Regions from separate parts of the Ovis aries genome. Here region 1 is linked to region 2. Evidence: chromatin contacts called from public Hi-C data. All regions are on one chromosome and are shown on one strand. Each heading gives the region's core, a stretch centred on a gene start, on an enhancer-like site or on the middle of the called end of the contact. The rest is flanking DNA. Distances are from core to core; before and after follow the strand shown. Region 1 holds the start of ZHX2 (zinc fingers and homeoboxes 2). Region 2 overlaps DERL1 (derlin 1).

Region 1 (5,745 bases), core at 343-2,842, 220 kb before region 2:
ACCAGATAGTCTCGCGAAGAGACCCCCCTCCCAGGCCAGAATCTAATTTTATGCACTGTTAACAAGCAAACCCTACATCAGCAATAACGGAACAAACAGGTGCAAGCCAGTAAGAAAGTTTTGCATACGAGTTATTTTTATTGCAATAATTCCTGGGGACCCAAAGAAGGAGACTGTGTTGAAGAAACGAGTCTCCGATGAGATCCTAGAAAAACCTTTTGGCTTCTTTCTTCTCCTCAGCCTCGGAAACGAAAATGCCGAAAGGTCACTCAGTGCCTTGGCCACACGGTCAGCCCCAGAGCCAGCCGTTTGCACCCCAGTCCCGGTCCTCGCCTGCAGCCACTCCGCCGCACCCGGCCACCTGTTGCTGCCCTCGCGCCCGGAGCCGAGTCGCAAGCCGCCGCTAGAGTTCGTTCTAATTCCCTGGAGCAAAGGCTGGCCGGGAAACCCCGACGCTCCGAGCCTGCTAATCTTCAGGGCAGGCGGGGACTCCGCAGGGCCTCCCAGCCCCAGGCTCTCTTTGTCTCCTCGCGGCGCTCAGAACATCAAAAGTCAACCCCAGACAGCATCCTCTCTCCCCCTCTTGGCTCGTGCGCGCTCGCGCTCAGCTCACACCTGGGAGATGCTGACGCGTCGAGACGCCCACGGAGGGGAAAAGGGTTCATCCTGGCAGGACCCGGAGGCGCAGACAGGTTGTTCTCCGTGAGATTCCAGAGCGTCTCCTGAATCCCAAATCCCTTAGAGCTCCTTAGCTGGACACTGTAGCAGCAGCGCTGCGCCCCAAACGCAAGTTCGCGGTTGCGGAGGCCGTAGGCGGAGAGCAGCGACATCCCGACTCGCCTTCGCTCTGAGGAGCCCAAAGGGAGATCCAGGGGGAGGCAACAGTTAGGGATGCCCTCCCGCCAGGAACGCCGGAGTCGCAATTTCGAAAGTGACCCGCCTCGCTTCCGAGGGACTTGCCTATGAGCGCCGCGGGGGTGTGCATTTCTGGAAGTCTGAGAATCCCAGAGAACACTGGCCGGCAAGAGTTTTTAAGTCAGCTCCCGGGGCGTCTGTTTGTTTATTGACGCTTAGGGGGAAAGTTTGAGGATGTTTAACCAACCTCAGACCTGGCGCAAGCGAAAATCTCAGACTCTCTTGGGTAAAAGTCCTCTAATTTCGAGTCGTTATATAAGTAGGGGCTCTTTCTTACCCTGCCTACCCTAAGCGCTCTCGTTCCTATTTCAGGAGTTAAATGTGTCTCGCTTAAAAAAAAAAAATTTTTTTTTTTTAAGTTGTCATTATTTCCCTGAGTCCAAAGGCGGGAGAACGCGCAGGCCGCGCCCCGGGGCGCGCGGCGGCCCCACCCTTGCGCTGCGGGAGGGACGCGGGGTCCCGGGTGCCGCCGGCTCGCGCTGGAGCAGCCGCGCCCCGCAGTCCCTCCGTCCGCCACTCCACGTGGTCGGGATCAACAGTTTGCTGAGCTCATCTGTGACACCTTGAACTTTTAATAAAGAAAATGGGTATTGCACCGGGAGGGTTCGGCCGCGGCCGCCTCGCCGGGTCCTGCTTAATATTCAATGATCTCGCTCGCGCCTCCCCCTCCTCCCCTAGCAGAAATTCCACCGAGTCCGTTACTGGGCTCAGACTTTTAACTTAATTTACGGGGCCCCCACCCCAACCTTGGCTAGTAACCAGCGCCTTGAGGGCTAGCTTTCCCCCCTCCCACCCCTCTAGCTCCCGCCTGAAAATTGACATTTCGCCGGCGTCTCCGGAGGGAGCTGAATTTCACTTTGTAACTTTCTGCGGAACCCGAGCCCGGGTGGCAGCTCGGGTGGTGGTATCGTATGCAAATACGCATGCTGACGTTACAGATCATGTGGGTTTTGGCGTAGATTCCCCACTGATCGAGACATTTTTTCCCCCCTTTTTTTTTCCTTCCCCCCCCTTTTTAAAAATTTTGGCCACTGTTCTCCGTACGGGGGCTTCTGTCTGGCTGGCTGGCTGGCAGGCTGGCTTGGCCCCCTCTTTCCCACGGAGCCCGAGCCGGGCGCCCGGTGGGGAGTGGGGAGTGGGTGGGGGGGGAGCCAGCAGAGTTCCATTTTGGAACGCCCCTGTGCCGCGTCTCCGCGTTCCCAGCCCGGGTCCCCGCGCTCCCAGCCCCCGGCGCAGGTAAGAAACTTCGCCCCGGCGCGGAGCACCCCCCCACCGCCCCGGCGCCGCCGGCCCCGAGCCCCGCACGCCGGGCACCGGCCACTCCAGCCCAACTTTCCCACCGCCGCCACCGCCGCTCCCGAAAAATGTGTTGTTAATGGGACTTGGCCGGGTTTGTGATTGCAAAGGGGGGCGCGGGAGGGGGGTGGTAGGTAGTGTGCAGGCTTTTTTTTTTTTTTTTTTTTGCGGGTGGGAGGAGATCAGAGGAGCCAGAGGTGGGGGGGATTTTTTTTTTTTAAGAGTTCTGATTACAAGTTTGGATAAATGGGAGGCCGAGCGAGGAGGAGGAGGAAAAAAACATGTCTACGTTTCCCTATGTCGACATAAGCCACAAAAAAATATGGCGTCCGCTTTCGACAGGGCGTTACGTAGACCCGACTGTGTTTTTATTTATTTATTTCGGGGCCGGCTCCCTCCCTCCTTGGCCCGAGCGCGGCGCTTTGTGCGAGCGGGGCCGGTCCCGCGGGGACTCGGCCGGGACGTGGCCCCGGCTCCGCGGGGTTCGGCGGGCGGGGGGCTGCGTGTGTGTGCTCCCCGCCGTCGCCCCCCCGCCTCCGCGCTCCCCGCGTCTCCCCGCTCCCGGTGACGATTCGCCGTAACGTGGTGGCAGGAAGCATGACGCCGTGGGCTGAGGCTCGCCTCTCCGCTCCGCGCTCCTGGCGGCTGCCGGCGGCGCGGGCGGGCGGGCGGGCGGCCGAGCTACCTGCCGCGCGGGCCGGGCCGGAGCGCGGCGCTGTCCCCACGCCCCGCTCAGGTGCCGGGGAAGCCGCGTGGGGAGGGGCGGCGAGGGACACCCCCCGGGGACCCCCCCTCCCCGCAGGGCCCGGCGGCCCGCCCCAGCCCACCGTCGCCACCCCCACCGCGCACCGCCACCCGCCACCCCCCGGCCCGGAACCGCTGGGGTCTCTGCCCCCACGGGAGAGGTTCAGCTTTGTTGGTGTTAACGGCGCTTTGGTGGGGTCCCCGGGACTTGGTCGACTCTTCGCCTTTGCAAACTTGCCCCTTTCCCAGCCGCTGTGCAGGAGGCTGCGGAGACGCAGATGAGCGGAAAGTTGGAAACCAGTGAGCATCACAGGACGGTCCCCTTGGGCTCGTCGCCGTGCGGAGCTCGGGAGGCGGCGGCGGAAGGGGAGAAGGGTGTGGGAGGCTGGGGAGAAAACTTGACGGGGAAGCCAAGTTGTGATTTGCTCAGGCTTCCACCTGATGGATTGGTTTCCAGGCCAGTGGGGTCTCTGCCTTCACAGCAATTTCCGCGATGGCCTTTTGTTTCTCTGGAAGGTGGGGCAGGAGGAAGGTGGGGAAACCAAGACTTTCCCTGGACCCCTCCCCTTTGAAAGTGGCGCTGCCCAGCTTGGGCCCCAGGGATCACGAAGTCTTTTCGGACCCTGGAGTTCTGTCCAGCGCGATCCCCGACAGTCTCCCTGTTATCAGTGTTAATGTTGAAAGCTGCTCAGTCGTGTCCGACTCTTTGCGACCCTGTGAACTATGGCCACCCCCCCCCCCCATGGGGATCTCCAGACAAGAATACTGGAGTGGGTTGCCTTTCCTTCCTCCAGGGGATCTTCCCGACCCAGGGATCGAACCTGGGTCTCCCGCATTGCGGGCAAATTCGTTACCGTCTTAGCCATCAGGGAAGCCCCCTGGTGTTGTTAATGTTACTAATAGCAGCTCCCCAAGTCGGAGTCAGGCCGTGGAGGGGGGGGGGGCGGGATGCAGGATTTGGGGGACAGGCATTGCCCCCTTCGCTGTTCCTCGGGTTGCTCAAACCTCCCACAATTATCCTCTTAAAACACACACATACATAGACTCATCCACTCACTCACATGCGCATTCTCTCTCCTGTAATGTTGAGCAGAAGTGAATGCCTTGAAGTGTAGGGAGTGAAGTTCTGAGAGCTCTTCAAGATTTCCGTCAAAAGGTGATTTTCTGTTTATGAGGGCAGTGAGTTAAAGTAGTGGAGTCCCAGGGCAGTAATGTCAAAAAGCATTTGGATGACAACCAAGTGAAAGAAATATCTTGTAAAATGGCATGTTTAATAGTAAAAATAGATTAATGGAGCCCTCAAGTGCTTGAACGGGACTCACATGAAGGTTTAAGTTTAAAGGGAAAATTAATATAAAGCTGTAGACACATCTTTTAAGGCCAAAGAGGGGAAATCTACAAGTAGATTGAAATGTGTCCCTGACAATGACTGGACACACGATCTGGGAATATCGTTGCTATTTAAACACTCTGCTCCATTGACTGTTCTCATGTGCATATTTATCTTCTGGCCAGGTTTGGTGTCAGTGAAGGGTCCACTTGGAAGTTAACAGCTATTAAGGGGAAAATTCGGAGGCCAAGGTTTTGGGGTAAATTGAATATACTAATTCCTATTTAAAGGCAAAAATCAAGACGCCACAAATGTTTGTTGGCACACAAGTATTCTCCCAATGTAAATGCAACGTATCTTGACATGCCCAAAGGCAACCCCACCTCAAGTGTCCTGTCCCCATCAGGACCTTGAGACTCAGTGGGGTGCTGTGCATTTGACAAAAAAAGATATTGACAGTGTTTGATAACAGTTGCTAACACTGTTTCAGTATGCCAGGCATAATGCTGTATATTTTACATGCTTTACCATTTAATTCTCACTATAACCCTATGAGATAAATACGATTATTATCCCAAGTTTCCAGTGGAAGAAACTGAAGCTCAGAGAGGTGACAAAAACTTGCCCAGAAGCCACACAACAAGAGTTAGGCATTTGAAGCCAAGTCTTAGACAGCACTCCAGTATAGCAGCTCCTCAGATATGGGAAGTTGTAGTTAGAATGAAAAGTAAAGGCAGGAAAGAGGAAACAGGGACCACTGCCCAGTGGTCCAAACTTGTAGGAATTTTCCTGAGTTTCATCTCCTACATGAAAGAAAGTGAAGTCGCTCAGTCGTGAGCGACCCCGTGGACTGTAGCCTACCAGGTTCTTCCATCCATGGGATTTTCCAGGCAAGAATACTGGAGTGAGTTGCCATTTCCTTCTCCAGGAGATCTTCCTGGCCCAGGGACTGAACCTGGGTCTCCCACATTGTAGGCAGACGCTTTACCATCTGAGCCCCCAGGGAAGTCCTAATTCATCTCTTAATTCATTTATATTTAGCAACTCTATGTTGATCTGTTTATTCCATAACTGTAATATTCATCACACTAATAAAGGGCTATAGTCATTAAGCACTTTTATAAGTCAGGGACCAAGTGCTTAGAATTAAACTATTTTGTCTTCATGACAACCCAGTGGGGCGAGTACTATCATTCTCTCCTTTATATAGATGAGGACCTAGGAACACAGAGAGGTCCTGTAACTTGCTCAAGGCCAAACAGTAAACAGTAAGCAGAGTTCCAGACTCCAGAACATGCGCCGTCCACAAGTCAATACGCTATTCTAGACATGATGGAGATGCTGATGAAATGGAGCACCTCGCTAACCTTGATGCAAAGCCCTACTCCAGGAACTAGGGAGATGTTAGTGGACTGAGACCCCTTACCACCTAGGAGTTTGAGCAGCCAGCAGGCCACATC
Region 2 (5,593 bases), core at 948-3,447:
TGGATAGAAAATTCCTCCCTCCCAAGTCCATGGGGTATCTGAACATGAGGAAGAAATAAAGATGTCCGACAAGATTTCCAATTAGCTCGTTGATGACCCTGCAAACAGAGAGCCAGGTGAGTTTTAAGACATTCAAGCAGTAAAGTGAGCCGCAGCAAGTTTTAGCTAATAGCAGAGGGAAGAGATCCCTCGAGGCAGCTATTTCTGGTCCCTGGGAGTCTGCGACAGCTCAACAGTGAGCCCTTGTACAGTCTGAGGGGCGCGCACATTCTGAATGAGAAGAAAATCCAGTCCTCTTGAACCAATGGTGTCTGGGCTCTTCAAGGCCAGCTGCCTCTCTGACATCTCTTTCAAGCCCCAGCCCATTCTCAAAACATTGTTTTTGCTACTTTCCTGCGTCAGGAAGCGGTGGGGGTTAGTTGTAAGCTTCTGAACGCTTTCAGTCACAAACACCATATTTGCAAAACAGGGCTATATTTGAAGGCTGGCAAGAGAGAGTCACAGGAGCAAGGAAGAATGAAAAATGTCTGCTCCTCCTGTTCCTGGAGCCACAGATCACACCTCCCTCGCCTCTTGTGTCCTCAACTGCAGGACACCAGAGAGATCACTCTGGAAAGCTGACCTTCACCTTGTAAACCTAAAATAAACATGGCCCTTCTTCAGTTTTCCCATGGCTGACATACCGGCCACTTCAAGGTTTTACAGACCCACTCCCACGGTTACATATCCTTCTCTGTCTCCACCTGCAACATCATTCCTGTTAGGGACCGATCATGTCTACAGCTGCTCCCAGACCAAAGCCCAGGACTTGCTCTGCTCTAAACAGAGTCTGTTTACCCAACTCATTCCCTTCTGCCTAGGGCTACACAGCAGAAGTCAGAACCCCATAGGGCAAAGACATCATCAGGTTAAGAAGTAGTACTATCAAAATCTGTTTTAAAACATTAAAAATATTTTGAAGTGTAAGAAATAGGAGTTCTTAGAAGAGCTGCATCTTGAAATCCTCCTTCCGAAATTATGAATGGATCCTTTCAAGGTTTTCCTAAGCCTCGGGTCTAATTCCAGACTAGAAATTTGACCCCGTTTGGCCCAAACTTTCGTACTATCAAATCACTGACAAAACTTCCCATCTGAGAATCTGTGCATTCTTATCACTGGTGAACAGTTTCCAAGGCATTTTGGAAATGCCTTAAAAATAAAAACATGAATTTTATGCACAGAGGAGACAGCTCAGATAAAATTAGGTCTATACTTGCTCAATCTGGACAGTGAATCCAGAAATAAATATTTATTCGAAAACACATATATGGAAGCTATCCTATGACAACAAACTAACAGCAACAAAAAACCATTCAGTGTTAACTGTGCTTAAAGCCCTGCAATTTTAATCAATCACATCCAAATGAGATTATTTCAAAAGCGTCATCAATGCTGAGAATCTTCGAAGTATTATAAAGATTAGGGAAAGAACATAAAGAATAATGGAAGTCTTCCAAGGGTTAATTTGAAATTAAATAAATCTACTATCACTTACGAGCCTCCAATGATATAGTTGAATCCAAGGATAACCCAGGGTAAATAACAAGCCTAGGAGAGAATATACAGAAACATGAATAACTATACCTGCAGAGCATACAGTTGCCAGGGGGCTAAACTGGGGAAGGTTGTCCTGACAAGGGTTTTTATACATCCTTTGGAAAGTCACTGCAAAAATTCCTTAGCTCAATCTAGCATCACTCCTAGTATACTTGAAACTTTCCATCTAAAATTATACTTATTCATATGTTAGCAACTGGAGGGACAGTACTTTGCTCATGGTTTTCAGATGTAATACAGGACCTGTTGAATTATAACAAACAGCTTTAGAAAGTAGACAAATGGCCTGTGGATGCTAATAAAAAAAATGGTCCATAATAAGAAGGAAGGCTCCAGCCAGCAAATTGTCACCAATCAACTATAAAACAGCTCATTGTTTTGGGTTCTCCTTTTACATATTTCACGGTTACTTTGAATTCTTATCAAATTATACATCAGTATCTTGAACTAATACTCTCCCAAATAAGACAGCTCTCTAGATGCATTCAACATTTGAGCCCCTGTGAAAATTTTATAAACAGCAAACCTCAATGAAGTAGGGTTGGGAGACCAGAAGGGGGAGCTCTCACATCCTGTTTCATCAGCTGAGCCCAACAGGAAGAAAACAGACTTCTTTCCTTATAAGGATTCAGCCAATGAAAAGCTTTGTTTATCACAGCCCTGCTGACTTCCTTTTCCTCTCTATAGAAGCACTCTCCTACCACCGGGTGCAGGGACCAGGATGTGGCTTGCCATGGCTATAGAAGCTCTCTACCGGTCGCCAGTAAACTCGTCTGGGCTGGAGATATATCTGGCAGCCTATTTACTTGAGGTTAACACCCCTTAACAGAGTCAAGACATTATGCTGCTGCTGCTGCTGCTAAGTCACTTCAGTTGTGTCCAACTCTGTGCGACCCCATAGACGGTGGCCCACCAGGCTCCCCCATCCCTGGGATTCTCTAGGCAAGAATACTGGAGTGGGTTGCCATTTCCTTCTCCAATGCATGAAACTGAAAAGTGAAAGTGAAGTAGCTCAGTCGTGTCCGACTCTTAGCGACCCCATGGACTGCAGCCCACCAGGCTCCTCTGTCCATGGGATTTTCCAGGCAAGAGTACTGGAGTGGGGTGCCGTTAAGAGCTAAAGGAGTTACAAAAATATCACAAACTGGGAAAAAAAGGGTTACATATCAATAACTTGAAGGCAGAATGTGGTCAGGACTGTAAGAAGAACACAAAATATTTCAGAAGCCCAAAGGCAAGACCAATTCCAGGCAGGAGAGGAAGAAATATGTTCAGTCCCAACTCAGATTAAGAATGGGCAGGATTTACACAAGGAAGAAAATCAAAACGATGTTACAGGTGGAAAATTGTGAGGGGAGGCACAAAGGGAAGTGTTGGAGGGTGGGGGGCAAAAAACCAATCTGTTTCAGCTTAAGTGTAAAATACCTAACAGGGGAATGATAAGAAGAGATTTTTAAAGGGAGGGCTCCATCTGAGTATCCTTCCTTCCCTCCCTCTACCACACTCACATCCATGAGATCACTCAGGACACACGCCTGAGGGGCCTGAGGTCCAGCGGGAGTGAGGTCAGCAAAGGAGGTGGGATTGACTAAAGAAACCCAGGGGAGCTGAGGAGGGGAGAAGGGGCCTGCCAATGGTTTACTGCTCTGCAGCGACCTCTGCCGGACATGTCAGAAAGTACACCTCTGGGCGGAAGAGCAAGATTTTTTTCCAACTAGGTTAGAGTACCTTAAATCGTGTTCCAAACCAAAATGACACAATCATGTCTCGATTCAGCTGGGCCCAGACATAAAGCACTGACATGATCAGAGGAATCATCAGCAACTGCAACAAAAGAAGCAAACATGAAAAGATAAGGCTAAAAACAGAGGCTTAGCGTGAATCTATCTTTTTTTTGTTTTTAACTTCTCTCCTCCAAATAAATTCTCACATGGCTATTCAAAATGCAGAAAAGAAATTCAACTCACCACAATTATAAATTGGCCCTTTTACTTAAACATGCAATGCATGCTTTAAAATCCTCTAATAAAATACAATTACATTATTTGGGATAGATTCAGAAATACCAGGGTCAAGTTCTGTTAACTTGAAAAAAGTATGCAAAAAGCTTTACTTTTGGTGTATTCTCAATTTTAAAAAAATACACATCCATGTATATGCACATTTCTGGAAAGAAACCAGAAATGAGCAAGGAAAGTAATGATTTAAGTGACTCACGTTAGAATCTTCAAAATACCGTGTAATTAATGTAATGTAATGCAATTGAAACTTCTTTCAAAGTTTAAACTTCTGTCGAAGGCCATTAACAGTAAATCTGAAACATATGAAAGGGCAAACAGTTTCAAGGGACACTTACCTGCATATCCATTGCTAAGCCAGTAATCTTGGTTCGTCAAGTTAAAGATCAGACACAAATACATCATTCCACACCTAATAAAAGTTCATTTCATTCCAGTTTCCGGAAGAAAAAACACTTCTCTATAGTTCAGGTTGCTTAAAACACCCGAGAACACAAAGGTATCTAATCACCGTCACTGTGAGCACGTTATTAGACTTTCCAATGATGAAGAAACTAGAAATTAACTGCTTTGGCCCATGATTCAGTTTGGTCGCCTGTGTCCTCTGCGCTTTGCCACTGCAATTAGCAGATGGAGGGGCCTGTGCCCCCTGAAAGAGCTAATGCTTCTACAGTCATTCAGCGCTCCCCAGCACAGGTGAAGTCCAAAACAAGCTTTTTCTCTTCCCTTAAAGGAGGGGAAAGGGCGTGCAAAATGCCACACTTTTCGGGCTCTTGGTCAGGTTTCAGTGGACGCTGAGCCCCAGAGCCATTCTGAGCTCACCAACTCTGCACCGGGCTGGAGCTGACAAGCCCCTTCTGCCGCACTCACCACCTGGGAAGGTCCGCAAGCCGCAAGGCTGCTGACAACCGCGGCTGACACACAGAGAGCAGAGAGGCCCGCAGGGCCCTCACAGAGGGACTGAATTACCAGACGGCACTGAAGTCAGGAAAGGATGCTGGCTGCAAATTAGGTTTCTGATAAGGACCGCAGCTTTCAAAAGCTGTCTCACGGCACGGAATCTCTTTGTGCTGCAGTCAGCAAGCTGGCACACCCAAGAACACAGAGAACTGGGGACAAGAAGAGGGGACGGTAATAAAACTCAACCAAATGTGGAAAAGCCCCACAAAGACAACAGCGAGAGAAGGCATCGCTCTGGGGCTATGTGACTTACAACCGCTACTGGAAAGAACTTTAACGATTCTTAATTATTAACTACAGTAAATACAGATGCAAATGACTACCACTGGAAACGTTCTACAGATTACTGCCTGTTTCCCCAAACCTGAAAAAAAAGAAAACAAAACTGGTTATTTCTGGCCCCAAATAACAGATGAAAGGATACCACAATGCAAATCCAGTTGAAGAGGAGCATGAATAAATAGTCTGCTGGCCTCCCATCAAAAGCTCCTGGAAACAAAAATAAAGTCAAATGTCATGGTTCGGAATTTCAGAACAAAGAAACTTCAATGTTGAGAAATACTTCAAAAAACTATGGAGGAAGCAAAAACATGAGAATATTTTTAAATCACTCCTCGGAAGCAAAAGAACATTTTTTTAAAACCTAAAACCACGTCTGCAGTAAAGCCCTGAAGTAAAGTCACCGGGGTATTAAGGCTAATCTGTGCCCTCTTGACTGAATTCCAGTCCGTTACATGCTCTGCTTGACTGGCAGGGGCCAGGAGAGATCCAAAGGGAGGACAGTCAGGTCACGGCTACTGCGAAGCCCCTCACAGTCTGCTTGCTGGACTTTCCTTCTCAGCTCTCATCACGAGATGGAGGCGCATTTGTGATTGCCTGGTTCATCCCTTCTTCACGCATTTGCCCATAAGCTCTGTCAGGAGGAATCACGTCCATACTGCCTACAGCTGTGACTCCTCCCCACGAGGCTGTACTTACACACACACACGCTACCTCTCGGTCCGGCACTGGGCTTACTG

The links. Hi-C and Micro-C count contacts between places; a contact is called where the count stands out from the background.
Region 1: a Hi-C map of liver shows a contact between it and region 2, with 3 times the contacts expected there. The contact joins the promoter of ZHX2 here to the enhancer-like site in region 2. A contact is called at or near these places in 5 of 16 Hi-C or Micro-C datasets (blood, hypothalamus, liver and 2 more).

What each region holds. Positions count from the first base shown.
Region 1 is chr9:29,979,907-29,985,651 of ARS-UI_Ramb_v3.0, reverse strand. ZHX2 (zinc fingers and homeoboxes 2) reads left to right here and starts at 1,592. Exons shown (of 6, transcript XM_060393695.1): 1 at 1,592-2,151.
Region 2 is chr9:29,757,360-29,762,952 of ARS-UI_Ramb_v3.0, reverse strand. It overlaps DERL1 (derlin 1), which reads right to left. Exons shown (of 8, transcript XM_004011662.5): 3 at 4,999-5,063; 4 at 3,953-3,979; 5 at 3,325-3,420; 6 at 1,535-1,587; 7 at 1-98. Among named protein-coding and RNA genes, the nearest start is that of TBC1D31, 16 kb to the right of the region's middle. Within about 2 kb of position 2,197, at least 21 of the 54 cell types and tissues checked have an H3K27ac peak or open chromatin away from gene starts, as enhancers often do. A contact at or near this core is called in liver, where this site is marked.